Linked DNA regions of Mus musculus: all the other regions are linked to region 2. A link is a contact called in public HiChIP or PLAC-seq data. All regions are on one chromosome and are shown on one strand. The core of a region is the stretch at or near the end of the contact, and the rest is flanking DNA. Distances in the headings are between cores, read along the strand shown.

What was found. HiChIP or PLAC-seq counts read pairs in DNA pulled down with a chosen protein or histone mark.
Region 1: an H3K4me3 HiChIP or PLAC-seq map of embryonic basal ganglia shows a contact between it and region 2, with 4 times the contacts expected there. The contact joins two enhancer-like sites. A contact is called at or near these places in 1 of 484 Hi-C or Micro-C datasets (cortical neurons) and 9 of 115 datasets of contacts at active chromatin or transcription factors (SST interneurons, astrocytes, differentiating embryonic stem cells and 5 more).
Region 3: a contact with region 2 is called in an H3K4me3 HiChIP or PLAC-seq map of embryonic basal ganglia, with 4 times the contacts expected there. The contact joins two enhancer-like sites. A contact is called at or near these places in 1 of 15 datasets of contacts at CTCF or cohesin (pro-B cells), 3 of 484 Hi-C or Micro-C datasets (cortical neurons, myocytes and neural progenitor cells) and 1 of 115 datasets of contacts at active chromatin or transcription factors (embryonic basal ganglia).

Annotation. Positions count from the first base shown.
Region 1 is chr12:117,344,166-117,346,865 of GRCm38.p6, reverse strand. No RefSeq gene overlaps it. Among named protein-coding and RNA genes, the nearest start is that of Gm5441, 8.5 kb to the right of the region's middle. Within about 2 kb of position 1,420, at least 94 of the 459 cell types and tissues checked have an H3K27ac peak or open chromatin away from gene starts, as enhancers often do. A contact at or near this core is called in SST interneurons, cortical neurons, embryonic basal ganglia and 2 more, where this site is marked.
Region 2 is chr12:116,918,752-116,921,451 of GRCm38.p6, reverse strand. The region is part of intron 11 of Ptprn2 (protein tyrosine phosphatase, receptor type, N polypeptide 2); the gene reads right to left. Among named protein-coding and RNA genes, the nearest start is that of Gm31336, 160 kb to the right of the region's middle. Within about 2 kb of position 1,306, at least 37 of the 459 cell types and tissues checked have an H3K27ac peak or open chromatin away from gene starts, as enhancers often do. A contact at or near this core is called in SST interneurons, cortical neurons, embryonic basal ganglia and 2 more, where this site is marked.
Region 3 is chr12:116,647,445-116,650,144 of GRCm38.p6, reverse strand. The region is part of intron 2 of Ptprn2 (protein tyrosine phosphatase, receptor type, N polypeptide 2); the gene reads right to left. Among named protein-coding and RNA genes, the nearest start is that of Gm31336, 110 kb to the left of the region's middle. Within about 2 kb of position 1,399, at least 10 of the 459 cell types and tissues checked have an H3K27ac peak or open chromatin away from gene starts, as enhancers often do. A contact at or near this core is called in embryonic basal ganglia, where this site is marked.

The sequences.
Region 1 (2,700 bases), core at 171-2,670, 430 kb before region 2:
CACTCAGGATCTGGGCAGACACAGAGAAAATCATGAACTCTTCTTTCTAGATCAGTGCCGCATCCCCAGAGCCCCAGCAGCCAGCATGCTACTCTGGAGGGCGTGTGCTGTGAAGAAAATGAAGGAATGCAAAGCGAGGTGGCATTCTCTTCACCTGGCAGAGATACTGTCACCAGAAGTGTGCCTGTAGTTGTCATATGTCAGCGGACCACCCTCAAGCTAAAGGCAAGAGTGATGTGTGTGATGTTTGAGAGCTCTATGCTGGTCTCAGTGGCTTGGAGTCCACTGTTGCATTGTGAGTAGTCATACTTTCTAGAGAACAATGTAGGTGACTAAATGCTGTACATCTAACCATGGCTCCATCAAAAAGTTGGGGACTGCGTGGCAACTGCTGTGACAAGGACCCTTTTTAAAGGCTAATAAAATAAAATAAAATGAGGCCTTCAAAAGCAAGGTTTGGGAGCCAGAGAGAGCTTAGCTTAGCTGTTAAGAGCACTAGCTCTTATTTCAGAAGACCCTGGCTTGAGTCCAGACATAGGTGTGGCAAGGCTCACATTCTCTACTGACCAAGCACTGACAGCTTTGAGGGTTCCTGTAACCCCAGAGGTGTCCCTCATGTGGCTTCTCAGGTTTCAGTGGCTCTGGTGGTGGCTTTCACACAGCTCATGGCTGTCAGTTGCTCTGATAATGTCTTCCATATATACCATCAATGGTGTTTCCCACATCACTTTGGAAGTTTCCAGTGGCTCTTCCAGCATCCTTGACTGTGCCGAATATAGAAGAAACACATTCTCCTCATAGAGCCACAGATCCCAAGATCAAGTGGTCAGAGTTCAGGGGATTTTCCATTTGATAGCAAGGGGGTCAAACAGCAGGTATGTCTAGAGCGCACCGCAAGTCTCATTCCAGATGGTGACTCTTCAGATGAAACAAGTGAGGACCGAGGGCGCCGTTTCCACTATGTTCACTCTAGTGCCACGGACTCCCTCACACTAGCTGTCAGGCACTCCTCGAATTATGCAGTTCTTGTAACAATTGACAGTGATGTGGTCTTTTAGTGACCCCCGTCTGTATACCGATGGGCGCCAGGCAGTGTGGCAGCTGGCAGGGCTCTTTCCAAACGCTACTTACTAGCTTCTTACCTTCTTAGCTAGAGTTTATGCAACTCAAATTCATATGCTTTCCCTCAGTCTCCCACCCACGCCTTTCCCAGTTTTCTCAAACCCACCTCCACTCTCAGCCTCCATCTTCCTTTATAACCCGGTGAACTTTGCCAGCCCTCCTGAGGAGCAAGAAGCCGCGCACCTCTCCCCTTCCTCTCCTCCCCCTGGTGGGCGGAGCAGCTCTGCTTCAGCTCCTGTTGCTATGACTCTGTTGCTAGGATCAGGCTGTCTCCATCCCCGGCAGGAAACATGTAATGAATTATGGATGGCTGATTCTCTCGGAGAGACCTGATCTGTAATGCAGATGAGCTCAAAGCACCCCCTTTTCTTCTGGTTTCTTAAGAAAAAAAAATCAGTTTTAAATCTGACGGAGCGCTGTCCAAGCCCCAGTTGCCCCTGGCAGTGGCTTCTGCTGAGATGGGTGCTGATTTTCATGCAAAGGGCCTGGGCCAAGCTCTGCTATTTGTGCTGAGGGCCTTGCAGGATTTTCTCTGGTCCTGTGACCCTGTGGGGCATGCTCGCTTTTCTCTCTCTTTTTGTGCTGAGAGGAGAAATGGAATATAAACACTAACATGACATTTTATACAAACACTAGACATGACATTTTCTAAGTGCATGGCCTCCTCCTGTGGGCACAGTGCAAGCACTGAAGGCCAGGTCTCAGGTTCATCCATTCTCTCTCTCTCTCTCTCTCTCTCTCTCTCTCTCTCTCTCTCCCTCATTTATAGCTCTCCCCGCACTCCCCCCCCCAACCCGGTTCCAGCCATCTTTGTGCACAGAAGCCCGCAACAGCGAGGGCAAGAGAGGGCCTGCATTGCAGGGTCACTGTCAGCATAGTGGCTTTGATGCTACCCCACTGCCCTGAGGTCACGGGTCAGAGGACAGAAGCTCTGTCCCCTACCCTTTCTCTTTCCAGCATCCAGAGTGTATGTCCATGAGCGTGGATGTCAGGAGGAAGTCTCAATGCCTATTGATCATTCCATGTGCCCTGTGGAGCAGCTCTGGGCTCCAGGATGGGTAGCAGTGTTGCTGTGGTACAGCTTGCTCAGAACTATTGGCAGGATTTTTGCATCGTGAAGAGGCAGCCAACACAATTTGGGAACGTCTTTGGTTTGCTCTGGAGAGATGTTCAGAGGGTAAAATGCACACAGGCGCTGGGTGTGGGATGTGAGACTGTACCTCCAGTACTGGAGTAGGAACTGGTATATCCCAGGGGCTCACTGGCCAGCCAGTCTACGAAAACAGTGACCTCTGGGATCAGTGAGAGACCATGTCTCAAAAAATAAGTTACTGGGGAAGGCAGGAGAGCCAACATCTGGGTTCCATATGTGCACATACATGCTTCCCACACCTGAGCGGATGGGGGAGAACATCAAAGCTAAAAGAGAGCTGGAGAGATGGCTCAGCAGGCAGGAGCACTGGCTGCTCTTGCAGAGGGCCTGCTTTCAATGCCCAGTAGCTGCCAACTGTCTTTAACTCCAGTTCTAGGGGATCTTCTGACCTCCGCAAGCACCAGGCACTCACAGGTGGTGCACAG
Region 2 (2,700 bases), core at 57-2,556:
TTAAAAAAAATAAAAAGAACAATATTAGAGTATAACAATACATAAAGAATAATACAGACATGGACAAAACCTTCAGCCTATTACACACCAAAAATACTTGTGGGAACTGTCTCCTTCAAGGTGCCTTTGGTCTGGTGTCCTCCAGCTTTATCATCATAAATAAAACAGCCTCAGCTTCAACTTTTCAATTTTAGTGTTTTACACGGCAAAAATCTCCATTGGAACCCTCTGCGAACTTCTCTGGTTACTGTTGGAGTCCCAGCCGTGTTCCAGGGAGGCTCGCAGACACTCCTCTGGAATCTTTTTCTTAAGCCCTCTGAGACTCATACCCTCTCAACTTGTCTGCAGTGGCTTCCAGAGTTCTGAGAACTGCACACCCTCCAAGGTACCGGGTCCTCACAGCCATCCCTTCTCTGTGGCAGTGTTTCAGGATCAGCAGGACCTGCTTTCTCTACAGAAGGGCCAGGTTCAGTTCAGGCCCAGGTCACTCCATCCCTTCTGCTAGCTCACCCTACCTGTTCCCCATCCAGGACTTGCTGAGTGCACTGGAAACTATGCCCTCACCCCACTCTGCACACACACACAAGCATGAGAATGCAAGTAGCCATCTGCAGTACCAGAGTCTCCAGCTCCATCATTTCGGTACCAGTTATGCGGGATCCTTGTCTTCACCACTGTCTCACTTGGAGTCCTTCACCTACCCACTGTTCTTCCAGATGCTCAGGTACAGGAAGCACGTGCCCAAGACCATGTGACTAACTCAACCCGGTATGAAGTGCCAGCACACTATAGGGGCTGGGGTGGCCTGGATGCTTGTGTCTCATTACCTTCTGACTAACGATAACAATGCCTGGCTTCCTGAGCATGCCAGAGAAACCAGAGGCTATCAATGCTACAGTGTGTGATGTGGGATTAAGGTGTGTGTGTGTGTGTGTGTGTGTGTGAATGCTGCCCTGCCTGGCCCCACAGAGCTCTGAGCTTGGCAGTTAATGCTCAAGGGTAAGACTTTGCTGGAGAAGTGTGGTTCCTTACTCTACCCATGTGAGAACCAGTATTAGAAAGACACAGTCTGCTCCCCAGCCGCCGCCCCATTCCGGTTAGGGTTAGACATGTACAGTGTATGGAGCCCCTTACTGTCTACGGTGTGAGGAGCACTGAGGACCTTTCTGTAGTAACTGCAAGTAAAAATTGCCGTCTGCTTCACGGATCTGAATTCCCATAGAACAGGATTTCCTCCATTGTGCCTTCCTGGCAGACACCTGCCCCTCCCTCTGGCATTCAATGACGCACGGCACTGATTATAAAGTGTCCCAGCTGGTAGCAAGTTCACTTCATCTTTCTTCGAGCACGCTTTTTATTCAGTTCACATAGGAATCCAATTAGCATATCATTGTGACTGATTAAATATGCCTCATGTAAATTTACACGTCAAAACACACACTGTACTTAAACAAGCAGGCCTGGCTGGCGCATCTGTAATGGCTCTGCAAGCTCATCTAGCACCCGCACAAAAGCCTGGATGGAAATGTACGGCAACTACCTGATGGCATTGGGCGTGGGAGGCAGGGGGCTCGTGCTTGAGGGATGGTGGATATAGACATTTGTCTCTCTTTGTCTCCGGCAAGAAGCTATTGACAAGGGAGGCCATCTGCGCAGGAGGCTGCCACGTCCAATTAGCTCATCAGGTGACGGAAATTTGGCCTCTGCTCCAGAAAGTCCCTGTGCACCCAAGTCGAGACTGTTTCAAAGCGATTGCATTATCTTAGACAGCAGGATTAAATTAATATGGCAAAGACTGCTACTGGAGGAAAATTTTTTTTTCAAAATGCGTGTTAATGTTTATTATGCATGGCATTATCAGGAGTGGTCTTCTTTGACACGCTATTTAATTCATCCTTCATTCAAACCTCTCTTTAGAAAAGAGCAAAAGACCCACCTATGAATATTGGATTGGGAAAGTTAAAGAAAAATAGAAAGCTTTAATTGGATTTCTTAGAAAGCAGTGACTGTGACTTTATGGATGACTTCATGGGATGTGAACGTCTACAGCCTCTGCAATGGCCTCCAGGGGAAGCAAAGGTTTCCTGCTCGTCATTACTCTGCCCTTGCATGTGCCCGCTTGCATGTGACAAGTGGCAGTCATTCGCCACCTTTCGAGCCCTCTGCTTTCTCTGAGGCCATGATGTGCTTGGCTATTTACATTAAGAATGACTCACAGGGTTTTGTGCACATTTTTGCCTGAAGAGACTTAGATCTGCATCTCAACTGGGCTCCATCCCTGTGTTATCTTCCTGGGGACAGAAGAAGACTCCACGCTACCTGGATCCCAAGCCAATCTCTCCAGTTCCTAGAAACTAGCCTACAGGCTACTGTGCACACCAACATCTCTTGGTGGGGGTTATCTTCTCCATCTCTAGTGGTGTCAGTATGAGTGGGTTACATTAACTCAGCTGTGATGGTTTTGAGTCTGGGAGACCTTCAGGTACCCATGAAGGATATTCAAAGGCAAACTTTGCACTACTGAATGCCAAGATGGGATTGAAAAGCAAAGGAAACTATACAAAACCCTTTCAACTAGAGTAGACAGGAACAAGAAACTGACAGGACATGGAGAGCCTGCAGCCGAGTCCAGGTGGGTTGCTGCAGCAGAGGCGCCTCTTGACATTCAGCAGAGAATAGAAAAGACAGGAACAGTGTATT
Region 3 (2,700 bases), core at 150-2,649, 270 kb after region 2:
CAGAATCTCCCTTAAGCCTATCAGTGGTCTCAACCTATTAAGGTCAGAGTTGTTCTCCTATCTTCGATGATTTAGCCAAAATAACTGAAGTCACTTAAAAATAATCAGGCAACCTCTTCCAGGGCCTTTGAGGCCTTTGGGGTCTTTGGGGCCTTTGGGGATAGTGTCTTGGGCTGCTATGTAGTCGTACATTATAGGCCTTGGGGGCAGTGCAGGACTTGGGGGCTAAGGGGTCAGACACCTAGAATAGCTACAAATTCTTCCTGTACTGCTTTATATGTGGCATGTGGAGTCAGGAACACCCTAGCCAACGGGCTTCTCCAATACAAGATTAAATCAATCAATCAATCAATCAATCAATCAGGGGTCAGAGAGATGGCTCAGTGGGCAAAAATACTTGCTACACAAACTTGACAACCTGAACTCGATCCTCAGAACCCATGGTAGGAGGAAAGACCAACTTCTGAAAGCTGTCCTTGTATCTACTCCAAGTGTGTGTGTGTGTGTGTGTGTGTGTGTGTGTGTGTGTGTGTGTGTGTGTGTCTCCCTCTCTCTCTCTCTCTCTCTCTCTCTCTCTCTCTCTCTCTCTCTCCCTCTCCATCTCTCTCTCTCTCTCTCTCTCTCTCACACACACACACACACACACACACACACACAAGAGATATAACAGCACATAGTAGTCTCATTCCTACAAAGAGTACAACCTGAGCCCTTTTATAAAGATCAGCTTTGCCCAATATGATTTGGAGTACCTAGCCAAGCATGGTTTGGTTTTCTATTGCATCCTAGAGTTAGATCATAAGGAACCAGTTCAAGCTCCATAGACTATGTACCACAGCCTGCAGGAACATAGCTTCTGACTATTATACAGGTGATGCATATTTGTGATTTTGGTAAATCTGCCTGCCAACACCTTTGGAGTTAATATGTGGTACTGTGTAGTGGATACACCCGACCCTGTAGTGTCTAATTTCACACAGTGAAGCATAACACATAGCAGGCCACACCTGGCTATCCCAGTGAACTAGCATGATGTCATCAAGTCCTTCCAGCTTCAAGACATCAACAGATCGGAAGGTAGTCCCACGGCAGCACCATGCTACCACAACCAGCATACCTGCCAAGATACTGTGTGCTGTCTAGTCTTTGTGGGATTCACCTCCAGCTTTATTCCCCACACACTGGATTGGTTGGCTGGTAGGGGGCACTGTGGAGTAAAACAAAAGTCTCTTTTGTTTCCCTGATGCCTTGGGCAATGACGCTAACCAGGATCAGTCAGGCTGGGGCTTCAGCAGCCCTCAATATCAGATGCATTTATTTATGTTGGCTGCTTGCTTGATCTCATTTCATCCCACATGGTCTCTTACTCATGGTGCTTGTGCCCCCTGCTGGGAGACTTAGGTAGAAACACTAGGCACCATTTAGCCAAGTACCAGAGCAGACACTGGGGACTTCTTTGAGGAACAGTAGTTCAATGTAGTCACATCACCTCTATCCTAGGGACTTCACCATCCCCCAGAACTTGGTGTGTTCCCCCTACTGCCTCCAGTATCCATTTACCCAAGAGTCCTAGATCCATGTCACAGGTCTCCAGATCCTATATCTCTAAGATTCCCAGATGCATACCCTAAACTAACAACCTCAGCAATGCAGGCCCCTCTGCCTGATAGGCCCCTCTGCAATGGCTCAAGTGGCCACAAAGGATGCCTGGGTTAAAGGAAACTCTGTGAACCATAGCTTAGTCCAGACCTTACCTATTCAGGTCACTGAGGCCACTGAATGCAGCTGCTCTGTGCCTAGGCTCTATAGAAATTTCTGTCTCAATGTCATACCTAACAGGGACACAGCATACAGCTATGAGGACATGGTCACTGCTCCTAACTGGCAAGTAACACACACACACACACACACACACACACACACACACACACCTTTGCCACTGGGCAGAAGGATCTGCCTGCTGTGTTATGGGGTGGCTTGCAGGTACATGGGAAGACTTAGACTCGTGAGACTTGGGAATACCTTTCCAACAGTAAAGCAGCATACCCTACACTAAGATCATAAATAATAGTCTCAAAGAGAACCCCCACATCTGAGACTTGTGGTGTGTTTCATGGAGAGAAGGGAAGCTTACCCTGGAACACACTAGGGTCCTGTCATACGCCCATGCTTGTGAGTAAGCCCAATGAACTCATCAGTTACTTCAGGTGGGAACTGGGAGGGGTGGGGCTTCAGTGGAACTGAGCTTTGGTTTGTCCTTGTGACCATAGAAGAGGAATGCTGCCTAGTGACCTCTAGGTCCCCAAGGAGAAAATTCTCCCGGACAACTCTTCCCCAGCCAGGTGGACACAGATTTAGAGCAGCCTTCGAGGGTCTCTTCATCCAGTCACACTCCTGGGTAGCTACTTATCTACTCGTAGTGCCAACAACTATCCAAAATTTGTGTCCTGCTCTGCTTATTCACACACCTTTGGAACCCCCCAACCCCTGCTCACAAAGCAGCCACACAGTTGCAGAACAGATGCAGAAAAAGGGAGCCTGGTTTGAGACTTTAGTTCTAGAATTATACCATGGCTTGGGTTTTTGGGTTTTTTTTGTTTGTTTTTGTTTTGTTCTGTCTTTTTTTCTTTTTCTTTTTTTCTGCAGACAGTCATCAGATGGGAGCCTGAGACCAGAGGCAAATGACTCTACTTCCCTCAG